Regions from separate parts of the Triticum aestivum genome. Here region 1 is linked to region 2. A link is a contact called in public Hi-C data. All regions are on one chromosome and are shown on one strand. The core of a region is the stretch at or near the end of the contact, and the rest is flanking DNA. Distances in the headings are between cores, read along the strand shown. Region 1 holds the start of LOC123138195 (phosphatidylinositol transfer protein 3). Region 2 has its middle 19 kb from the start of LOC123138190.

Region 1 (6,330 bases), core at 2,804-5,303, 960 kb after region 2:
GAAGAAAGAGGAACAAGATCAAATAATTAAATATTGTTTGAATTTACAAACATTTTTTAGAAACATGATTTTCTCGAAAAACATGAAAATACTTGGCAGCATAAACATTTTTATAAAATAACAAACATTTTTTTCCAAATCATGAACATTTTTTGTATTTGCGAACAAATTTTGAAAACATGTTTTTTTTTATTTGTGAACAAATTTGGAATTGTTTGAAAACATGAAAAGACTTGAAAACTGAAACATTATTTGAAATTCCCAAACATTTTTTAGATTTGTGACAAAAATAAGAATGCGAACATATTTGAAATTCCTAGACTTTTTTTGTGAATTTTAGAAAGAATTTTCGAAATATGAAGAATTTTCAAATTCTTGAACAAAATTTCCCGAACATATTTTTAATTTGCAAACAAATTTTCAAAACACGATCATTTTTAAAATTTGCAAATAAAATTTTGTAAGTGGGAACATATTTTGAAATTCTCCAGCAATGTCGGAATTTGTGGACAAAATTTAAAATGCGCACATTTGTAAAATTTCTGACCACTTGTCGAAAAGGGAAAAAACTTGAAAAAGGAAATTACATAGGAAAGAAAATAAAAAGAGAAATGGAAAAGGGAAAAATGGAAAATTAAAAATAAAAAGAGAGAAAGAAGTAACAGGAAAAAACCGGCTTCAGAGAAACTTCTGGAAGGTTCCCAAAACCGATAAAACCAGACAGGAACCTGCTAGAAGGTTCCTAAAACCAACGTGACAGGTGACAGATGACGTAACTGGGCCGGTCCAATGCACTCGATCCTGCTCGATGCCTGTGTGTTTGCTCGAAATTATGACGCACCGAGCGTCCAATAGGGATTTCCGTTCCGCCGACCCATGGTACCATGGTTCTGATTGGGCCGACAATGACGGTAAATTCTCTAGAGAAGGAGTGATGACGATGACGCATGTGCGTTATCTCGGCAATGCCCTCTTTATAGTGCTGTGAGTGGGTCTTGTGTGCCGCTCATCGATTGTGATGACTTTCGCTCGGTTTTTCATAATTAATCGGGTAATCTGATTTTAGCTCGGTTTTGGCTAATTAAAAAAACTTCTTAATAAATGCAGCAATCCTACCATTTAAAAAAACTGGACTTAGCCGGCCCATTAGAAATCGCTCTCTGCGATTACTGTTGTACACAGCCACAAGGAGCACCCCAGCGAGACAACTACAAACCTCATTGCTCATGTCACGTCCTGTTCAGCTCCAAAAGAAAAGTCACCTCCTGCCCAATAGACCGTCATTTCCGGCTGCTAAAATCCACGCGGACGGATCGAACCACGTGTTCCCGGCAAACGTGAATCATGCACCCTGGATCTACAGTATCGTGACAGCTAGCTTAGCATACCATGCTTGCATAACTGCGGAACAACCCAATTTATATACTCGTGGACCTAACTGTACTGCTTCATGTCAAGCAGGGCGGTTTATTCTGAAAATTTTAAAAGGGATAACGTACACCTAGAGTACCAAGGACATTTTTCTTGTCCAAGTCGAACCAACTAGGCCCACTTGCATACTTCAATCATGTCACGTGGGAGAATATCTCATGGTTCCTGTAAACCAAGTAACCAACCAGTGACAAAGGCTAGACGAGTACCCATAGAAACATAATAATTATACATGCATCCCACATCCTTCAACCCTAGCCGGCACCAAAGCCTTCTGCATGACACCGCCTTGATCCTCCTCGCTCTCCCGTCCGGCGGTCTCATCGACGACAAGATGAGTTTGGAGTCGACTCTTTCGTTTTTTTCGTCAGCATTACTAGGTTTGTGTTCTTTTTAGGTTTTGATTTTCTGTTAGCATCGACGGGATGGCGTCGGCGATGCGCATTGAAATAAAGCATTTTCGATAGTCGTCTTTTTTTCAGTTTTACTAGGTTTGTGTTCTCTTTATGTTTTGGTTTTCTGATAGGATCGGCGAGATGGCGACGGCGATGCACATTGAGATAAGCCTTTTCGATAGCTTCCTACATCGATGACGTTCAATCCGACATGGATGAAGGGCTTGTGTAGTATTTTGGTGTGATGACTTCAACATCTTCTTTTGATTTGTCTGCTCTTGTTTCTCTAATCATTTGGATTTGTGGTGAAGAGTTGTACCAGTGTGTTGTGGGGGGTGATGCCCCAACCGATGTTTCTTCAACAATTTCTAGTTCAAGCGGCGAGGGTGTTTGCAGGTGTCCTTTTCCTATGATGTCAATTTATTGAAATTTTCAATCTCCAATGGTCGGCGTACTATCGAAGGAAAAAAGATAATCGACATGATTTTTAGTGTAAATTTGTTTTTCTTGATAATTAACAAATCTAAGATACTGTTACCTTTAAAAAAACAGCCACAAGGGCTAACAAACTAGTAATAATAATAAGATTGTAAAGGAGATATACAATCGTTGTCCTTGATGATGTTGATGCCAAGTCTAAGTTAGAAACGAGCTTCATTTGTAAAAAAAAAATGCCCTGTTTGCTAGCTAATATGGAGTAAATTCCATTTTTATCCCCAAATTTCAAATTGTGCTCCATTTAACATATTTTTTTACTGAATTTAAACAAATAGTCGCCACTTTCTACCCTTTTTTGCCATTCTGATTGGTTGGGCCCACGTGTAAGTGTTGACTTGGCCTGCCAAATGGCTGGTTTACTTCTTCAAATGCTTGTTGGGTTCCGGTTCTAGCGGTACCAACTTTTCATGTGGCCACAACAATTAGAGCCCCGAGCATGGCACCCACTGTCCATGCCTTAGAACACACGCCTAATGTCAATGCCTCACCACGCAGTTTCATCTTGGCCAGCGGAGCAACTCCTTCGGAGGAATCGACTCGGGAAGCCATGTATCACCATCACCCATTTTTCCTTCCTCGTCTCTGGTCCTGTCGGGACCATAATTGATCTGTCGCTACAGTCACGTCCCCGCTCTTTGTTCTCCCCTTATCGACTTATGGTGTTGTGATGAAGCTCTTGTAGCTGTTCCCAGGCAGCCCTTCATCCTCGAGCTGTGACCCCACAAGCGTCAGCTTCGGTATCCTCCATTGACAATGGTGTCATTGCTTTTGAGCTCCCCTAGCTCGGTAGGGCGTCCTGGCATGTTCGTGGTGTGCCTCTATTCCTGTTTCACCTCTTCCGTCTTCCTGTCTTGTCTTCTATCACTCCCGAGCCGAACACACACTCGGCGTATCCCCGCTTCCTGTCCATCCCGTGAACATGGGCTTACTGCACCAGCAACGCCGCTACTCCAGCGTGCAGATGGATGGCCCCGTGCAGGCGAGGGAGAGGCACCCAACAACAACAGTACTCGCTGAAACAACTAAAAAGAAAAACCAGATGCACCGAAAGAAAACGGGTTGGCCAAATTAACCAACCCACATGGCATCCAAGTCAACACTTACATGTGGGCCGACTAGTCATAACACAATAATAAAAAAATTAGAATAAAAATTGCAACAGTTTGCATGAACGAAATTGAATAATAAAAATTGAAAAAAAGCTGCTGAATAGTAAGGTAGATAATGTCACAAACATGAAACTTAGGGTAACTCCAATATTTATCCCCGTTGCTAAACCAACAATATTCTTGGTAGAGTAGACCGCACATAACTAGAATACTAGGCCCGTAAGGGTTCCTTTTCCCTGGTTTTTTTGAACTTTTTTTGACCGCTGTGTAAAAATGACGCGTGTCTGGAAGAGTTTGTAGGCGTTTTCTCTCCTGGCGTGGTAGTTACCTATTTATGTGGCCTTATCTACCATCAGTTTCCAGAGAGTCCTTGCCTTTTTTTATCTGTCTCCGCGTTTTCCACGTTCGATTCACAGGGTTGTTGCCGGTTTAGGTGTGTTGGTCCCACGCGTCTTTTTTCTGTTTTTTTAAGTTTTTTGGGTGTACAACATGTCAATCTGGATGTCACGCGTGCAGTCCTGAGGGTAAAAAGGGATTGTCAGATCGACACGTCAACTTATCTAGAGACGTCCTGTCCTCTGTATAAATGAGACGCACGTCTCCTCTCATTGCCTCCGAGCAGTCGCTCGAGATCGAGTCAGCCAGCGGCCTGCAGCGATTCCCCACGCCCCCTCCCCATACCCTCCACCTTATCTCTTGATGCCGCCGGAGGGAGCTTCTCCCCGTGCCCTCCATCTCATCTCTTACCACCGGCCGGAGGGAGCTCCGTCGCTCTCCTTCAGTACGCCGCTCTTCTTTCCCCAAGACGACGAAAAACACAAAACGGGGACATACCATATGGCAAGGGGCTCCTCCATCGCTGCTTGGGTTATCGGTGGTGGTGTTGGCATTGAAGGATGGGGCGGCAATGCCATTGGAGTCTTGGAAAAGCAGCTCGGGCAGAGGAAGAGGACGCGCCCGGCGTCGGAGGAGGCTGGGCGGGAGACGATTGTTCTGCTGCAGGTACGTGAACATGGTGTCTAGGTTGACACGCTAGCCTCCTCTAGCAGCCTCTCTGCCCCGCGCCAGCTCTAGCCCCTCGCTTGCTGCCTCCTGCGACGCTGGTGTTCAGCTCGCATGCGAGGTGTTCTAGCAATTGACCAAACCGAGCCAAGCGTGAGCATGAACGATGGTCACATACTTTCCTTCGTCAAGTAGTCCAGTACTGCACCAGAAGCGACGTCGGCCGAAACAGGAGAGGAAGAGGCCACAGAAGGATTCTTGCGTCCCAAATGGTATGTTCATTTTTGCCAATTCATGATCCATCATTACCTGACTCACGATGTCCAGTGGACTCAGCTCACAGTGATTGATGATTGATCAATAGCAACACGATTTGATTCTCAATTTACAAGTTGATTTCACCGCTATGGATTGGATTAATCTGATTTTTGATATTTTGGTTTAGTGAGTTTCAGGTTCACGGTCTGGATGGTGGATTCGTTCTTCAGCTCCGGCGAGGTCATCATGTGCCGGTACATCTCACCTTCAAGCACATGTTGCAGACTCCGACTGGTGTGGCTCCGTCCCTTCCCAGTCCTATTTTTCTTTACTCTCCCTTGGTTACTGTTTGCCTTAATCTTGATTTGTTTTGTTGGTTCATGTTGTTCATTAGTTCTTTCTTTGCTGGATGTTCGGCCCGCTGATGCTGCATGGAAGCATTCGAAGTGAAAAATATCTTCACATACTTTCCTGTAAGTGCATCTCCCCGTCTTAATTTGGGTTGCTCTCACTGTCCCGCTTACCTGTTCTGCTTCGCCCATCATTCAGAGTTAGGTTGGTTCATGAGATCAGATAATGTACTGCCATTTATTTTACCCAACTGCTACATTCAAGATCGAGGAGTACAAGTGTCTATTGATCTGAACACAAAGTGTTACAATAGATTATCTCTGCAAGTGGATAAGGTGGTCATATGTTAGCCTACACTTTTGGACCAAAACAGTTTTACATGGGCTTCTCCGGAGGAAAAGGAAACCCCACTTGAACTTTTAGCTTCCCGTATATGTGAGATCACTTGCTGAGTTTTCCCACATCATAGCTTTTCTTGTGAATTCATGGGATCTTAGATTTTAATCAAGTCATGCAGTTCTGAGTTTTAATTCATGTGCAATAGTCACAAACAGATCTGTCTTGCATTCAAAATATTGCAGGCTTGAACTTATTTACATTTCAGTTAAATTTTGTTCACCAATGTCAGCCAATGTGAGAGCAAAGTTTTCCTCCGATTATTCTAAATTATCCTTGGACTATTCTGAATCTGTAAATGGATGTTGAATTCTTAATACATCTATGCCATCTATAGAAAACAATGGCCTCGCGTGCCACTGTGCAGTGAACACTGAACAAGTCTCGAATCAATATGCATTTGCGATTTGTGGTTCTGTCCTGTTTTAGTAGGGTTGTCTTCAATAATCTTTTGGTAATTTTGTAGATTAGGAAGTTTAATTCTTTTCCGATAATAGTTTAATAGTAGTCAAGATATGCTACTGCATGTCCATTTTACTGTATATATCTGTTTTTACACTTCTATTATAGGTCTGGGAGTATTATGCCGAGCCTCCCCAGCAAGGTTTTCAATATTAAGGGGGAAATCTGAAGGTGTATAAGGTAAAGAGACAGAGCTCTAGATACATTTGGTAATAAATTTTCTTTATACCTTGCATTATAATTACACATGGGAAATACAGATGAGGTGCCTGATGTCAGCTGCAATCACAGATCTAAGAATCAGCTTTTTAAATGTAATTGATAAAATGATCAATGATTAAATGCGTGACCCACTACGGAGAGAAAGTGTAAGAACGACACACCTAGGATTAACCCTGACTGTTATCAAGTTCAGGTATTTCCATTAC
Region 2 (6,509 bases), core at 692-3,191:
TAATCTCCAGGCTTGTTTTGCCGAGAGAGATAAGTTGAACAATTCAAAATCTTTAAAGCCGAGCCCCCCCCCCCCCATCATCTTTGGTTGTGTCATTGCTTCCCAGGACACCCGGTGCGGTTTCCTTTTTTCATCTTTTTTCCCCCACCAAAACTTTCTGATTAACATGTTCAAGTGTTCACAGAAGCCCCTAGGCAGCCTGAAACATGACATAGAGAAGACGGGAACAGCCTGAGCTACTGCCTTAACCAGTACTTCCTTCCCTGCCGAAGACATTGTGTGCTCGATCCACCCTTTAACTTTACTCCAGAGGTAATCTTAAAGGTACTTAAACGCGTCGTTCTTTGATGATCCCACACTCCCCAAGTATTTCTCGTTTAGAGTTTCGTTGGGAACCTGTAAGACTGCCTTGATCTCTTCCTTGCCACTGTTTGGTCAGCCCTTACTAAAGAAGATTGAGGATTTTCCGTAGTTTATTATTTGTCCCGAAGCCTGACAATATATGTTCAACATCTGGTTCACCTCTCTGGCCCCATCACCGCTAGCCTTTAAAAACAGCAGGCTGTCATCAGCGAATAATAAATGGTTAACAGGAGGCGCCAATGGTGCCACCTTTAACCCGCTCAAGATGGACGACTCATCAAAAGATTTTAGGAGGCATGAAAGGCCCTCTAGGAAGAGGTATGGGGAGATTGGATCTCCCCGTCGAATTCCTCGTGAAGGACTGAACTCATCAAGTTTCTTACCATTGAAAAGGACTGAGAATTTCACTGATCTGACCATTCCTATCACAATATTTACCCATCTCTCTATGAAACCAAGCTTTAACATAATTGCTTGTAAATAATCCCATCCAACCATATCATAAGCCTTCATCATGTCAAGTTTTAACGCACAATGGATGTTCCTCTTTGCCCTGTTTCCCTTCATAAAATGAAGACATTCATATGTTGCAATAATGTTGTCAGCAATAAGTCTGCCTGGTACAAACGTTGATTCCTCCTTAGATATGATTTCAGGCAGCACCAACTTCAACCTGTTGGAGATTACTTTGGAGGCAATTTTGTATAGAACATTGCATAAAGAAATAGGTCGGAACTGTGTAAGCATCGTGGGATTTTTTACCTTTGGTATTAATACCAAGATAGTCTCGTTTATGCACTCCGCTGTTTCAGTCCCGTCTATAATCAGCAACACAGCCCTTGCCACATCTACTCCACAGACCTCCCAATGGCATTGGAAAAAAATGTGCAGGAAACCCATCAGGCACAGTGCCTTTGTTGGGAACATTTGAAATAGGGCGTGTTTGATTTCTTCTTCGGAGTACTTCTTGTTCAACTTCTCATTCATGTCCGCTGTGACCTTGCAGGGCACATGATCTAGTACCTGTTGCATGTTATGGACACCTTCAGATGTGTATAGGTGTTTGTAAAAATCTGTAGCCATCTCCTCCATGACAACCCTATCCTCAGTTAGTGCCCCACTAGGCAGCTGAAGGGCCTTGATTTGATTCTTTTTATGTCGCCTACTCGCCCGCAGATGGAAGAAATATGTGTTTTTATCTCCATGTGATAACCACTCAATTCTAGCTCTTTGTCTCCATAAAATTTTCTCCCTATTGAAAAGCTCCACCAATCTATCACATACCTTGATTTTTGTGTGAGATGGGTCAGTCCTCCTTGGGATCACGCGCAAATCTGCAAGTTCCTGCTGCAGGCATCGGATCTCGCGTCGGACATTGCCAAAAACTTCCCTGTCCCAGTTACCAAGATCACCCGATAGAGACTGCGTGCATGTATATAAAGAAAAACGAAACTGGTACACCAAACCGAGCTAGTCTAGCATTTAAGCCCAAAAAACAGAAACTCACACACGCCTTGGCCCGGTAGATCACCATGTGGCCCAAATAGCTGGAGCAGACCGCACACACATCGCCGCATTTTTCCGTTCAGTACTGGTCGCTAGCGATATGGGCCGGCCCAGTCGGGAGACCCGCCTGTGCGTCCAGTCGACACTCTGTCGCAAAGAGCGACAGATAGAACGTCCTTGATTTTCCGTGCATGTATATAAAGAAAAATAAAACTGGTACACCAAACCATGCTAGTCCAGCATTTAAGCCCCAAAAAACAGAAACTCGCCACGCCTTGGCCCAGTAGATCACCATGACTTGGCCCAAATGGCTGCAGCAGACCGCACACACAGTCGCACACAGACCGCACGCAGAACGGAGACGAACCATAGACATGGAACGGCACGCACAGTTGCACTGATCTATTCATGCAACCATGCCACCTTAGCAAACATGCATATTAATTTTTTTCACTTATCCTCTATTCTTAAATAGTTGCAACTCATTACCTATTTTTCCTCTTCATGCAACGATACTCATCAAATCATCCATGTGGTCATAAGTTACAATTTGTGAACTAATCTATTCATGCAACCATGCCACCTCAGCAAACCCATGTTAATTAGTTCACTTATTTTTGCCGGCATAGACGGTCATGCTACACATTTTTGTGACATGACTACATATATTTGCACGTTGTAGCCAATATGACCTACATATATTTATACGTTGTAGCCAATATATGTAGGTCATGTCACACATTTTTGTTAAAAATGGCACCTCATTTGACTTCAGTCTAATATATTTCTCTTTTCATACAACATTCTGACACATGCTTCATATACTTTATTATTTTCAAAATATATTCCAAGAGCATTCTTAAATTTGTTAGTCAGATTCTCGCGGTTTATTCAGTTTTACTTTTCGTTTCTTTCTTCTTTTGTTTTCTTTTTCTTGTTTTCTCTTCTCTTCTCTGTTTCTATTTTTTTCCTGTCCCTTTTTTCTTTCTTTTTTCTCAAAATGCGTGAGCTTTTTTTTATCAAACTCCACAAAGTTTTTCAAACTACAGTGACCTTTTTGCTGAATTCATGAACTTAATTTTCAAAATTGATAAACTTTTTTTGAACTCATGAATTATTTGCTGAAAGTCAATGAACTTTTTCACTTTTGTGATTTTTTCCCAAATTTGATGAACTTCTTTTCAAATCGATCAAACTTTTTCCCGGTTTGTCAACATTTTTCAAAATTGATGAACTTCTTTTGAATATCGATGATTTTTTTTTCAAAATTGATAATTTATTAAAAAAACGACGAACGTTTTTACAAATTTGATGAACCATTTTTCAAAATCGATGAAGCCTTTCCTAGTTTGTGAACTTTCCTCCAAAATTGATGAACTTCTTCGATTTTGTGAACTTTTCTTAGAAATTGATGAACTTTTTTCAAATTTAGGTTTCCTTTTTTAATTAATTTATACATGGCATATGTTAACGTTTTACTAAAAGAAAGTTTAACTAGCAGTGTTTTCTAGTAGTTGACAGTAGATTGAGTTTGGTCCAGTGGTTATTGCGTTAGGCTGCCGACAAATCCCAGTTGCCCCAGAATATCGATTAGAATTAATGTCTACTTTTTGCTTCATGTTTTCTTTTTGAAGCAGGTTACTGTGTCGTCCCGTTGCGTGTCACGTGCAAGCGCTAATAGTGCCAACCAACACTTTGAGCATTGATTAAGAGCTCTCCATGCGCTCCTCCAACGGGTATTTCCTATTGGATGATATGTCAAATTGTTGCCGTTTCACACATAGCTAGCCTAGCTATTCCTTGTATGGTCCGGGCCATTAAGTCAACAGGGATCTCGGTTTTGGAAACCTCCGAGAAGGTTTGTACCGATCTAGTTCCGTTATTTTCTTTGTTATCTCGGTTTTTTGTGTCTTACTTTAATTTCTATTTATTTTTGAAATAGCTTTCCATTCTTAAAAAAATTCTCAGAATTTCCAAAAAATGTTTGGTAATTTCAAAATTAATTGTGTTTTCAATTTTTTTTGTTTAGAAACTTCAACAAATGTTCACATTTTCAAAATGTTTTAACATATTCAAGAAATGTCTCCAAATTTACAAAAGTTGTTCACAAATTTAGAACTTATCCAGAATTTCAAAAAGGTTAATGTTATCAAAATTTGTTCACAAACTCAAAAAAAATATTATCATTAATACAAAATTTTCAGTAATATCCAAAAACACAAGGAATTTTCCACAAATATTTTGAAAAAAATGCATTAAAAATAACTTTTACAAAAATACATATACGTACTTTCACACAAATTCTAAATAAAAAATTGAACTAGTCACTACAGTGTGCCCTAGATGGCTGGGCCTAGTCCTGGCCTCCCTTTTGAGAGGGTCCCTAACTGGCGCAAAACGCGTCATATAGAATCTCCCCCACCAATGAGGGGAGATTCTAACGCGTAGGTCACCGGTTATCGACCGCGCGATACCCCCACCTGATGCGCTGGTTTTTCTATTGGCCGGCCCATTTTCAGGTTTAAGGTTCTAGAACCTTCTCAAACAGTTTTTCTTCAGTTTTTCTTACGGTTTTTTCTTTAACTTTTTCCTTTTTTGTTCTGTATCTTTATCGTTTTTCGTTCTTTTATGTTTTTCTTTTCATTTTTATTCTCATTTTTCCATTTGGAAAAACCTTTTAAATTCGGGAATATTATTTTAAATCGTGACCACTTTTTGAAATCATGAACATATTGAATGCATGGACACTTTTTTGAACTCTCAAACATTTTTTTGCAAATTCGTAAACATTCTCGTAAATCATGAGCATTCTTTGAAATCGTGAATATTTTTCTAAATTCACAAATATTTTTCCGAATCGTGATTATTTTTAAAAATAAATGTATGAACATGTTGTACAAATTCGTGAACATTTTCTTAAATCATGAACATTTTCTTAATTCATGAACAATTTTTTGAAATCGTGAACATTTTTAAAATTCATGACATTTTCTTCATATTCCTTAGCATTCTCTTAAATCCTGAACATTTTTCTAATACACGGCCATTTTTAGAAATCATGATTTTTTTAAAATCATGGATATATTTTTAATTCATTAATATTTTTTTACAAATTCATGAACATTCTCTTAAACCATGAACACTTTTTGAATTCCTGAACAAAATTTTGAAATCATGAACATTTATTGAATTCGTGAACATTTCTGTTTCAAAATTCACAAATTTTTATATTTTAGAACTTTTTTATATCCCATATTATTCGAAGGGGGGAAACAGGGGCCGGCCAAGAATGGCGCGCGGGGGAGTGGGCCATGCGCGCACGGCTGCTTTCAGGCGTGCATGTCGCCGAATATGAGGTCCCACCAATGAGCTAAATTTTGAGCCTTTTCTTTTTGCATACTGGATATATCAACATGGTCTTGGACGGGTTTTTCTTCATTCTGTCAGTTCGCGGGGACAGAGCCCAGAGTGTACCATGTATATGGGGAACATTCACTCTCTTTTTTGTGGTGTCATGGGCAATATTCTTGCTTTGTGCGTAGTCTTGTACTGCCTTTTTAGCGAGTATATATGTATATGTAACTTTATATAGAAATCATAATCTTAATCTTACGTATGACTTCTACAAAACAGTTAAGTACAGTGAGAGGGATGACAACCATGAGAGTTGATCATGAGAATAATCGCTAGCAGATTGTATTAGTGAATAAGATGTTTGTAGATTTTTTACGTACGAAATGCATCATCAACTTTATATACCTGACAATGACAATGAACAGCAAGCGATCACTATAATCCGCAGCAAATGAACAAACATGAACTTTTTACTTCTAGGTGAGTAAGGAGAAGGAGCAGTCGAACACCCATGTAGCAGTTTAGCACTAACCAAAAGAATCAAAATCACACACATTGTAGGTTGAACCTTGAGATAAAAGAATATCAGGAGGCAGTGTTAACCTCCATTTTCCTTTCTTTTTCCATTTCCTGTTATGTTTTTCTTTTTTTATGTTTTTCTTTTGTTGAAACAGAGGCAAAAGATTTGTCTCAACCATGAAGTAAGAAGATAATAGAGTGCGGTTTACAATGGCTCGAAAGCCCAAATAACACAAAAAGGTCACTCCCTGATATAATTAAGCCCAACTTCTTTGCACCTACGGTAACCTAGATTTTGGCCTCACTTTTGATGCAATTGAAGAGGATTGTTGGTGGAGTGCACTTGTTCCGGAAGATATAGGGGTTTCTTCCATTCCAAATGGTCCAACTAATAAGCATGATGAGAGAGGCCACGATTTCTCTAATCGGGATGCTCTTGCCAGATAGGCTTACCCACCGCTCCTTGAGAGAGGGTTCCAAGTGCCAGCATGGTGTGTTATTGCTCTGGAGGTGTTACCACCCATTTGGGAGGTCTTATAAGTGAAGGGTAAAGCAGCACTTGGTGAAGAGGTGTGTCATGGATTCTTGCACCATTTTGCGAAGGGGGCAAAAGGCATAGTTTAGCCAGCCCCTTTTAGTGAACCTACTATTTGTCCAAATCCTATCTTGAGTAACCAACCAAGCGAAGAACTTGGCCTTGGGGAGGAGGGAGGGGGCAAGCCTTCCAGACCATATGCAATATGGACGAGTAGAAAATTGCACGCAAT

Evidence for each region. A called contact is a pair of places that touch in the nucleus more often than the background predicts.
Region 1: a Hi-C map of leaf shows a contact between it and region 2, with 6 times the contacts expected there. The contact joins the promoter of LOC123138195 here to the enhancer-like site in region 2. A contact is called at or near these places in 3 of 5 Hi-C or Micro-C datasets (all in leaf).

What each region holds. Positions count from the first base shown.
Region 1 is chr6B:591,253,625-591,259,954 of IWGSC CS RefSeq v2.1, forward strand. LOC123138195 (phosphatidylinositol transfer protein 3) reads left to right here and starts at 4,054. Exons shown (of 8, transcript XM_044558125.1): 1 at 4,054-4,707; 2 at 4,881-4,987; 3 at 5,088-6,082.
Region 2 is chr6B:590,293,925-590,300,433 of IWGSC CS RefSeq v2.1, forward strand. No RefSeq gene overlaps it. Among protein-coding and RNA genes, the nearest start is that of LOC123138190, 19 kb to the right of the region's middle. Within about 2 kb of position 1,942, at least 7 of the 8 cell types and tissues checked have an H3K27ac peak or open chromatin away from gene starts, as enhancers often do. A contact at or near this core is called in leaf, where this site is marked.